Regions from separate parts of the Sus scrofa genome. Here all the other regions are linked to region 3. Evidence: chromatin contacts called from public HiChIP or PLAC-seq data. All regions are on one chromosome and are shown on one strand. The core of a region is the stretch at or near the end of the contact, and the rest is flanking DNA. Distances in the headings are between cores, read along the strand shown.

Evidence for each region. HiChIP or PLAC-seq counts read pairs in DNA pulled down with a chosen protein or histone mark.
Region 1: a contact with region 3 is called in an H3K27ac HiChIP or PLAC-seq map of alveolar macrophages. The contact joins the promoter of PGM2L1 here to the promoter of POLD3 in region 3. A contact is called at or near these places in 1 of 5 promoter capture datasets (liver), 2 of 47 Hi-C or Micro-C datasets (liver and skeletal muscle) and 1 of 2 datasets of contacts at active chromatin or transcription factors (alveolar macrophages).
Region 2: an H3K27ac HiChIP or PLAC-seq map of alveolar macrophages shows a contact between it and region 3. The contact joins the promoter of RNF169 here to the promoter of POLD3 in region 3. A contact is called at or near these places in 1 of 47 Hi-C or Micro-C datasets (mesenteric adipose tissue) and 1 of 2 datasets of contacts at active chromatin or transcription factors (alveolar macrophages).

What each region holds. Positions count from the first base shown.
Region 1 is chr9:8,760,122-8,763,465 of Sscrofa11.1, reverse strand. PGM2L1 (glucose 1,6-bisphosphate synthase) reads left to right here and starts at 1,745. Exons shown (of 14, transcript XM_003129639.5): 1 at 1,745-2,175. The coding sequence starts at 2,065.
Region 2 is chr9:9,067,782-9,071,195 of Sscrofa11.1, reverse strand. It overlaps RNF169 (E3 ubiquitin-protein ligase RNF169), which reads right to left and starts at 1,420. Exons shown (of 8, transcript XM_021062509.1): 1 at 879-1,420. The coding sequence starts at 1,380.
Region 3 is chr9:8,905,108-8,908,475 of Sscrofa11.1, reverse strand. It overlaps POLD3 (polymerase (DNA-directed), delta 3, accessory subunit), which reads right to left and starts at 1,985. Exons shown (of 14, transcript NM_001244235.1): 1 at 1,847-1,985; 2 at 475-530. The coding sequence starts at 1,906.

The sequences.
Region 1 (3,344 bases), core at 496-2,995, 140 kb after region 3:
AGACATTCATGATGGACAATAACAATGATGAGAGCAAAGGGTGAATTTCTCCCCAGGACACGTGGTTATTTCCCAGGCCTTGTGTGATTAAAAGAACCTGCTGACTCCGTAAAGGAAACACTCAACTGATTAGCAAAAACTGTAATTCCCAACTACAGCATATTATATTCCAGGAATTGGTGCTACAATCCATTTGTAGCTCGGTAGTTTGAATTTCATTATGGTAAATGGCACTTTTAGAGGAACGAAAGGAATATTTTGAATTTATTATTTCTTTTATCTGTGAACCTCAAAGCATTTTAAAGCCATTTATTAAGTTGCTGTAGCCAAGGTGTAAATATTATTATTTTGGTCTTTTTGTCTTTTCTAGGGCCGCACCGGCGGCATGTGGAAGTTCCCAGGATAGGGGTCCAATTAGAGCTGTAGCCTCCCGCCTACACCAGAGCCGCAGCAACGCGGGATCCGAGCCGCATCTGCGAGCTACACCACAGCTCACGGCAACCCCGGATCCTTAACCCACTGAGCAAGGGCAGGGATGGAACCCGCAACCTCATGGTTCCTAATCGGATTCGCTAACCACTGAAACCACGACAGGAACTCCAAAGGTGTAAATATTATTATACCCTCCTTACAAAAACGTCCACCAGCGAAAGAGTTGTAAGGTACTTGGTTAAAGTATCGAGCTATTGTAAGAAGGTTACATCAAGAAACTCAGTAACAGCTGTGTCTGACTAAGCACCATGTCAGGTAAGCACTTAGCATCTCCCACACTTCGTCTTGCGAAGAGAGGAGGCCAAAATAAGGTGAAATTTAAGATTGCAATCATCTTTCCTCTCCCTCTGTATTCCTATTCCTCTTTGCACTCTGTTAAGATGCTCACACATTCTTACTCATGCTTAATTAAATGCTAACACATCTTTCGTCTTTCACAACTTGTCTTTTTCCCCTCCAGTCATCTTGTTCTCCCTACCTCCCAGTCCACTGTAGCAGCAGAGCAAAAAGAAGTGCCAGCTGAGATCTGAAACGAGGTTGGAACCCTCGTCCAGGCACTTAGGAATTCCGTCTCTTTGAGAAGGTCGGGTTCACTCAGAGGCAGTTTCCTCTTTGTGTGTAAAATGGGGATGGATCACGTCTAATTTACTCTGTCACAGGATGGGTGAAACCACAGGTCGCGATTCGTAAATTGTAAAGCACACTCCCTTACTGTACCTGTCTTGTTTAATTTAATTGAAGCCCGGGGCCACAACGTGAAGGTTCCTAAACCGACAGGGTGTGCCCGCAGGGACCAGCCTAGAGGTCTTTTATCCTTTGAGAAAACGCAGGGCATGGAGTTGCTGGGAGGCGTAGTCTTTGCCGCAGTCTCAACACACCGCTGGGAAAGAAAAGAACTACAACTCCCGTGAGGCCGTGCGGAGACAGCCGGGCGCACCCTCCCGCCAGCGCGAGCCTTGAGACTAAACGGGAGGGGGCCTTCGCGCGCCCTGCGGGCTCACACGGGAGCCCTGGGGCGCCCCTCGGTGGCTGAGCCAGAAAAGGAGACGCATGGGAGTCTGCGGGGATCGTAACAAGGACAAAGCACATGGAAAAAGGCAAATTAAAAACTAAAAATCGTTCCTCACCACCTGGCGGGCCCTAACTCGTGGGGCTAGGAAGGCGTCGCTTCCCGGCCAGCGCCTCCCACCGCCCGGTGCCCCGGGGGCTTAAATCTGCAGGGGCGGGAAGGGGCGGGGCCGGCGGCGCGGGTGGGGCGGGGCCTAAGGCGGCGAGCGCTGCTGGCGGCGGCGGCCACAACCCAGACATCTGGGACTGTTGTTCTCTCGCGGCGGGACCGCCTCGGTCCGTTCGCCCAGAGAGACCGGGAGCTGGTCTAGTGGGGAGCGGGCGGCCGCGCGCCCCCTCTCGTGCTTCCCCGAAGCTGCGCAGGAGCTGGCACAAACATCCTGCGGCTGGTCTCCAATGCCCTTCAGTGAGGAGGGGGCGTCGCGACCCTGGTGAGCGTACGTCAAGCCCTTCCAGTTCGGTGTCTGCGCGGGTCCCCTAGGCCCGCACCCCCGTCAGGCTGCCATGGCTGAAAACGCAGAGGGAGACCTGAACTCCAACCTGCTCCACACCCCCTACCACACCGGGGACCCTCAGCTAGACACGGCCATCGGGCAGTGGCTGCGTTGGGATAAGGTGGGTACCTGGTCGGCTCGGCATCCGCCCTCTCCTCCCGCCCCCCACCCCTTACACTGTACGCCCTTTCGCGTCCCCACCCGCTGCCCGGCGGGCTGTGGGGGAGACGGCTCCCGCCGCCGGGCGGGGGTCAGCGGAGTCGGGCGTTACCACGCACCTATGCTTGGGCTGCCTCCTGGGACCATTTAAGCTGAGAAGGAACGCCTGTAGTCGCTTCCTTTTGCAGTGAGCGAAATTGCAACCTCCCTTCCTCCTCCGCCCCCCCCCCCCAGGTGTATGTCATCTCTCTCAAAAAATAATAATAGTATAACATCATCATCATCATCATAAGCTCTACCCTTACTGGAGCTATTTCCTTTTCCCTTTCTTCTCCCTTGACTTCCTATTTAACAAATCTGAAAGTGGTTTTGTTGGGTTTCGCCCCCCCCTCCCCGTTTCCCCCCGCACCCTTCTTGGACGTTTCTAACCGCTATCCGCTTTAGTCCTGGTCCGGTGTGTTTCCACCTTTCGTCGCTAGGTAATCGCCGGTCTTTTATCACTCCCTGGTATATTCTCTAATATCACCTTTTGCTTTTGAGAAAGGTAGAGGTTCTCTTTCTTTCTCGGCCAGGAGTTGTTTTCTGGAAGTATCCTGTTCCAGAAATCGTTTTCCAGGTTTCATGTGATGTTTCTGACACAGAATTGTTTTTGCTTTACCGACTCCCTCCCCATTCCTCCCACTCCTCCAAATTGTTGCGGCGATTTCCTCTTGTGCGGGCATATGGGATGGATATGTGAGAGCTAGAATTAAAATAGAGCTAGCTCGCTTGAAAAGAGGCCCCTGGTGGCTCCAACCAGAGGAAGATGATCCAGGCTTTTGCTTTGTGAAAGTCTAAATGCATTCGCTCATGTAGAGAGGACAATATGTTTAAATGGAGTTACTGATACTGAATGAAAGAATTGGTACGGTAATATGTGAAATTGTTATTCAGTCTCATAAAGGATTATTAGCTTTCTGAAAAAGTTTTATTTTCACTTTGTTGAGTAATTCATGGATTCAGCAAAAAATATCTGTTGAGCAGTGGGTAATGTGCGGGGGCCTTTAGGTCCAGGGTATGCTATTGTTGAGGAAGCTAGAAAGGGTTGGTTCCTGCCCTCAACAGCCTTCAGTCAGAAGATAAGGAAGACCA
Region 2 (3,414 bases), core at 171-2,670, 160 kb before region 3:
CACTGATTTGTTTTGTGTTTTAAACAGGGCACTTGCTATGTCAAGCTCAGCACCGAAGAGTGGCAGGCTGCTGGCGGGGGTGGGGCAAGAAAGGCAAAGAAGTCGAAAGCAACAGTCCTACTACAAACTTTGAATTGCCAGGATAATAACCGGAAACCTACGCTGCCATGGAGACAGCCCCCGCCAACCAACCTCCATTTGCAAAACTTTTAACCCCCAACCACCTTTTTCTTGAAGAGCTCTACTAGAGATTATTAGTGTTATTATAAATGCCATCATGTATCGTTTCTGCTCGGTGCCAGGCTCTGTGCTAAGCATGCATTTTTCAAGATTCTGTGCAAACTGCACATGTGAGCTCATTCTCGCAACCCACTCTCCCCTCGAGTCTGAAAAGCTCCCTTCACATCCTCAAAATCGACCGGTCCCCTAAACTCCGGACACTCCACACTTCTCACTGACCCATTCAGGATCAGGAGTCGCATCCTTACAAGCAATGCCACGCCAAGCTCCTCACCAAACACTAAACCAAGCAAGCATTTCTCTGATTCTCCACGGCCCCTGCCAAGTTCGGTACCCCGTTCCACTCGCCAAATCCAACCTGGCCCTAACTTGTTCCAAGAAGGCTCCGGTTCCCTCCAAACTTCCGACTTACGTAAAGCGCGGGATCCCCTCACCGCCCCTCCAAATCCTGCCCGTACTTCGCTGCGAAGTTCAAAATTCATCCAAACAGACCGCACCTGGGCAGCGCCCGGTTGCAACCCCTCGAGACCTCTCCACGCCCGCTCGAGCAGGGCCTGGGACCCGCCACCCGCTAACCAGGCCGGGCCGGGGCGCCGCGGCCTCGCTCCGGACCCCAAGGGGAGGAGGGGAGGCTCCACCTGGCTCCGCGGGCGCGGCGCGCGGCTCCTGCTCCGGCCTGGGCCCCGCGACGGCCGCGCCCCCGTCCCGACGCGGGCGGCAGCGCTCCGGTGGGCCGCGGCGGGCGCGCTCGCCCAGCACCTCGGCGTCGGCCTGCTCGTCGTCGCGGGCCCGACGGCAGGCCCAGCCCGGGCCGCGGGCGCGGCAGCGCGGGCAGCCGGGGCCCGCCGCGTCGGCGGCGCGCTGGGCGCAGCCTCGGCACAGCGAGTGGCCGCAGGGCAGAGCCGCCGCTTCCCCCGAGGTCTCCAGGCACCCGGCGCAGCCCGACTCCTCCGGCCGCGGCGGTAGCGGCGGCTGCAGCAACGGCGGCGGCAGCACCAGCAGCGCGGGGCCGGAGGCCGGGCCTGGGGTTCCTGTCTTGGCTGCCGCCATCTCGTCACAGCGGCCCCGCCGACCCCGCCGACTCAGAGCGGCCGCTGCCGCCGCGGAAGAGGCCCGAGTACTCGGACCTGCCGCCGCCATCTTGTTTCCCGTTTGAAGGCAGAGTCCGTTGCGAGGGAGAAGAGTAGAGGGCGGGGCCGTGCGCGGCGGGCAGCGCCATATACATATTCATGAGGGGCGGGGCTCCAGAGGAGGCCCGCCCGGGACCGGGTTGGCGGGAGGTGAAGTCGCGTTAATATTTATTAGTTATCCTTCCTCTCTCCTGTCTTCAGCCTCGCTTTCCAGTCTTTGGCAATTTCCTCTTATTGAACCAAAATAAGTTGAGAACTGAGGAATTTATGTGTAAACGCTGAACAACATTAAACCTTCTGAAGCAATGACACTTGTTTACCCTGCAATACTCTGATAACGGGCTGACGTGAGTGGGGATTATGTGAATTATCCAGAACCCTGCCTCCGTGCTTCATTTGATGGGCGGTAGCTGTTGGGACCAGCAACTAACTGCCAAAAATAACAGCTTCTTGTCAGTCCTCATCTCTGCATACCCTCTCTCTCCACATCCCTTCCTGAAACTTCCCTCCCTTGGTTTGCGAAACCACACTTTCCTGGTTTTACCCCCACCGTCTCAGCTCTTCGATTCCGCTCTTGAGCCCTCTCCCTTGTTCTCGGCTTCAGTGTGGGTATTACTCGAGGCTCTGGCCTCAGTCCTCTCCTTACTCCTTTCCGTGCAGTGCCCATCCCCACGGCCCCCGCCCCCTCCGTACCCCCGTTTTCTTCCAGCTGAAACTCCTGAATGGGTATCTGCAGCCCAGCCCTGCATAGTCAACTGCCTGAGGGAAACATCATCTTGGATGCCTGCATCCCTCACGTGCTCAAGTCACTGTCTCCCACCCTCCTTTCCAAACAGCTCTTCTTATTTCCCTCATTCTATTCAAGGCACTATTTTCCCACTTCCTCAAGCGCCAAACCTGGTAATCTTTACTTCTGCCTCATCCCCCACATCTGTCGGTTTCCTAGTCCTGCCAGTTCTCCCACCAAAATGACCCTTTTCCCACCCCTCCCCTCCTCTTCATCCCATTCCCACTGCCCAATTCACGTGTCATCATCTTTTACCTAGATTATTGCAGCGGCTTCTATGAATTGTCTCCCAGCCCACAGACTCTTCCTCCAATCCATCCTTCAGAGGTCTCAGAGTCGCTTCCTAAAGGACAGCTCTGACCATGCCATTCCTTCTTGGCTGAGTCACCGAGTGAGGTGCTCAGACTTTGGTGCCAGCCCGCTCTTGGGACACAGAGGGTATGGGAGAAGCAATGGCTTCTCTCTGATAGAGACATGGGTTTGCTACAGCAATTCTCCCACTCTTTGCTTTTTTTTTTTTTTTCCCCTCAATAAAGTACATTTGGAGCAGGAAGGCATTAAAGAAATGGCATTTCCTGTTGGGAATCTTTATGGGAATGCACAAGTTTTGTAAGGAGAGAGAAATTAAAAAAAAAAAAAAAAAACCAGCATCATGTAATGGAAGGCATCAGAGACCCTGGGTTTCCACGAGATTGCCTGGAAACAGTGCCTGAGCTGATAGTAAACCAGTCCAAGGCAGAGTGATTGGTGGGAGTCAGAGAGCAGAGAAAAGACGTGGATTCCCAAAATGAGAACCAGATGGCTACAGCACGGTCAAGAACAGAAGAAGGTCAATGAGTAATTGAAGCAAGAGCTTGTGTGCACAGAGGCCCAGACCATCAGCATCCTGCCAAACACAGAAGCATGGCCTCAGCCAGACTGTCCTTTCTCCAGGGATCCTCTTTCTTTCACGTCCCACTTGAGGTTCTTGAGGACTCTTTGCCCACATTTTGACAGGGGAGGCCTGTGGTCCAGATATCAAGCCAATTACCATCAGACATGGGGTGAGCTGTTCACTCTTGACAAGCTGGGGCTCTTAGTCTGAAGTCTCTTTACGGGTGGAGAACCACCAAAATGTAGCCTTCACACAAAGAGAGGAAATGTCTTTGTGCAGAGGGAGAAAGCAAGAGTTCTGAGTAGCACCAGACCAAAACCCAGGAGATGGAGAATCACCTGTGGCCACCTTCTCCCTCGCACTAACTCGTATGATCTCAAACA
Region 3 (3,368 bases), core at 736-3,235:
AGTAAACGCATCACCACACATTTGTATACAAGTCCACCCACCTCCTAAATAATAGACAAAACAGTATTCTTTCTCATTTCCCCAGAGGGCCGGGGGGGGGGGTGGTTTTAACATAGAGACTTCCTGTACACTAACAACACAGCAAAAGAAAAAAAAATTTCCAATCTGATTAAAACAGTAATAAATTGTACTTACTGGAGTTCCCGTCGTGGCGCAGTGGTTAACGAATCCAACTAGGAACCATGAGGTTTCGGGTTCGATCCCTGGCCTTGCTCAGTGGCTTAAGGATCCAGCGTTGCCGTGAGCTGTGGTGTAGGTCACAGACGTGGCTCGGATCCCGAGTTGCTGTGGCTCTGGCGTAGGCCGGTGGCTACAGATCTGATTAGACCCTAGCCTGGGAACCTCCATATGCTGCGGGAGCAGCCCTAAAGGACAAAAAGACCGAAAATAAATAAATAAATAAATTGTACTTACTGTTTGGCCTGATTAACATGAACTCCTAGTGTATAGCTCAGCCATTTGTATGTCACCTGCAAGAAGAAGAAATTTTTTAAATGTTTTATGATGACTCCAGAGTGAGGGTCAGTCCCAAGGGCTCCTCAAGATTCTTACTCTCAGATGATAATGCATTATAAATTACATTAGATGCCACCCCAGTTTTGCCAAGAGCTGTCCGTCTGGGCAGGGAGGATCACGGTATTTATCTTGCAGATACTAAGAAGTTTGTATCGCAGATCAATTCATGCAAAAGAGTCTAAAAAGAAAGCCTGAATATACATAGGAAAAGCTCTTACTTTCCTCACACTCCTTGTTTTACTAAGCCCCCCCCCACATTCTGCCTTTTTTTGGGCCACCACCAGAAACTATCTTCAAACTCAACCGGAAGCCAGGTTACTCTGGACTGTATGACTCCAACTTCTGAGGAAAGGTGCAGCCATACAAACATTAGAGCGCCCACAGGTGGTGCCGGGTCAGGTAATGAGTGAAGTGGTTGAATAGTGTATCAGGGGTGAGATTGGGAACAACTGGCATCAAGCTTTGTTCCCCCTGCCATCCCTCCTTGACCTCTCCTGTCATTTGCCACTTCCTCCCAACCTGTCGAGTTTCCAACAATCAGAAAACTTACAAAGGTTAGGCAAAAGCGGTGTGATGTGGAGGAAATCACTAGCAAGAGACAAATCTAGGCTGGAAAACTGATTATCCCTTACTAACCGCAAGCAAAGACATTATCTGGTCCCTCTGCTTCAACTGCCTTTTGTAGGGATACTTCCACCGACTTCTAGCGGGTCGCTGTAAAGATTAAACGCAGTCATGTGTATCCAAGCTCACAGCAAGCCCTCAATCTTCCCGATTTGCGAAACGCACTCACATTCATCGTCTCACTTGAATCTTGACTCTAACCCTGCGAGGCAGGTCAAACCTCTATCAACACCAAACTTCCGGGAAGAGGAAAACAACGGACGGTCGGAGGGTTTGCACAACTTATCACTTAACCCGGCTAAGACACAAATTTCCTCAAGGGTAACTTAGGACTTCAAACTTGTCAGACAGGTGTAGAGAGACCTGAGAAACGCTATCAATGAACGCTCCTCCCTCCGCGCCTGACCCCCGCGGCGCGTGGTCGGGGCGCAGAGCCCAGCACGCCCACCCCAGGGACGCGGGTTCGCGCGACAAGGAGAGCTCCTCCCCGGCGAGGCCTCGCTCGCTCTGGGACACTAGGCACGGGGACGAGACCCCCTCGGCCAGTCCCCACCCGGCCACACGCACAGGGGTCAAGGCCCCCGCCGGCCTCACCGGGCCCAGGACCCCAGTCGCGCGCCCGCATCCCCCAGCCCGAAGTCCTCACGATTTTGTTCTGGTCCGTGACGAACTCGTCTATATTTTCCAGATAAAACTGGTCCGCCATGGTGCCGCCGTGCCGGGCCCCGCCGCCTCGGAGCTCCCCCGCGCCGCCACAACCGCGGCTCCCGCCGGCGGGAAACGTCTCTTTAGCCCCCCACGTCCCGGGTCGTTTCCCACGGCAACGGAAGCGACGCGCTACGGCGGCCGCCGAGGGTCAAACGAGGCTCGGAGACGGCGCTGGCTGAAGTAGGCGGGGCTAATAGGAGCGAACGGAAGTGAGGAGCCGGGGTGCGGGCGTGCCCTGCAGGCGCTGTCTGTAGAACCTTGGTTTCTACTCTCAGCTCTGCCGCTCGGTGAGCAACTCAGGGCAAAATAGCTCACCTGTAGGAGCCGCAGTCTTTCCACTTGTAAACTGATAAAATAATCCTTGCCCTTGCATGCGTGTATTCAACAAGTATTAAGTACCCCATCTATTCCAGGCACTTAGGCACTGGGACACAGCAGTGAACAATAAAGACAGAAATAAACAAGTATTTTAGTAAAGTCCTCCCAGCTGTGATAAAGTACTGCCTGTTAGAATCTCAGAATGGAGAAATTAGGGAAGGTTTTCCAGAGGGGATGAGAGAGGGGAGTGTTTGCTGGGAAGAGAAGGAATTTCATTATGGCTGGAATGCTGGGAGAGGGCAATGAGAGATGAGACAGAAGAATCCAAAGGATGCTGTGCCTTCCAAGTTGTGTGAGGGGACACGTGAACTTTATTCTCAAGAAGTTTTCAAATTGGGGAATTCCAACTAAAATGTCTCCTAACATCAGCTAAAATACCCTTCAGCATAAGCCAGTGAATTTCAGTAGGGCAGCCTAATGGATAATGGAGCAGGCTCTAGAGTTAGACCTGGGCTTTGAATCTTGGTTTTGATATTTGTTGTGTGGACTTAGGTAAGTTATTTAACCACTGCAAGCCTGTTTCCTATCTCTAAGATGGAAATAGTAATAGCACCCTCTTCAAATGTTGGTTGCAACATGCATTTATTCAAGGTAAAGTCAGCCAAAGCCCACTAAGGGCCAGGCATTGTTCTGGGTGCTGGGGTACTGGAGATACAGCTGTGATCAGTATTACACAGAGCCTGTTCACAAGTAGCTTCCATTTTCTTGGAGATTTTTTTTTTTTTTTTTTTGGCTATTTTCTTTGCTCTTCCATTATAGCACTTGCATTAATTCTGTACCTCTCCTCTTGTCTCAGTCATTTAGACTACATGGAAATCCATTGTCTATTTTTCTTTTTTTTTTCTTTTTTTTGTCTTTTTGCTGTTTCTTTGGGCTGCTCCCACGGCACATGGAGGTTCCCAGGCTAGGGGTCCAATCAGAGCTGTAGCCACCGGCCTACACCACAGCCACAGCAACTCGGGATCCGAGCCGCGTCTGCAACCTACACCACAGCTCACGGCAACGCCGGATCGTTAACCCACTGAGCAAGGGCAGGGACCGAACCCGCAACCTCATGGTTCCTAGTCGGATTCGTTAACCAC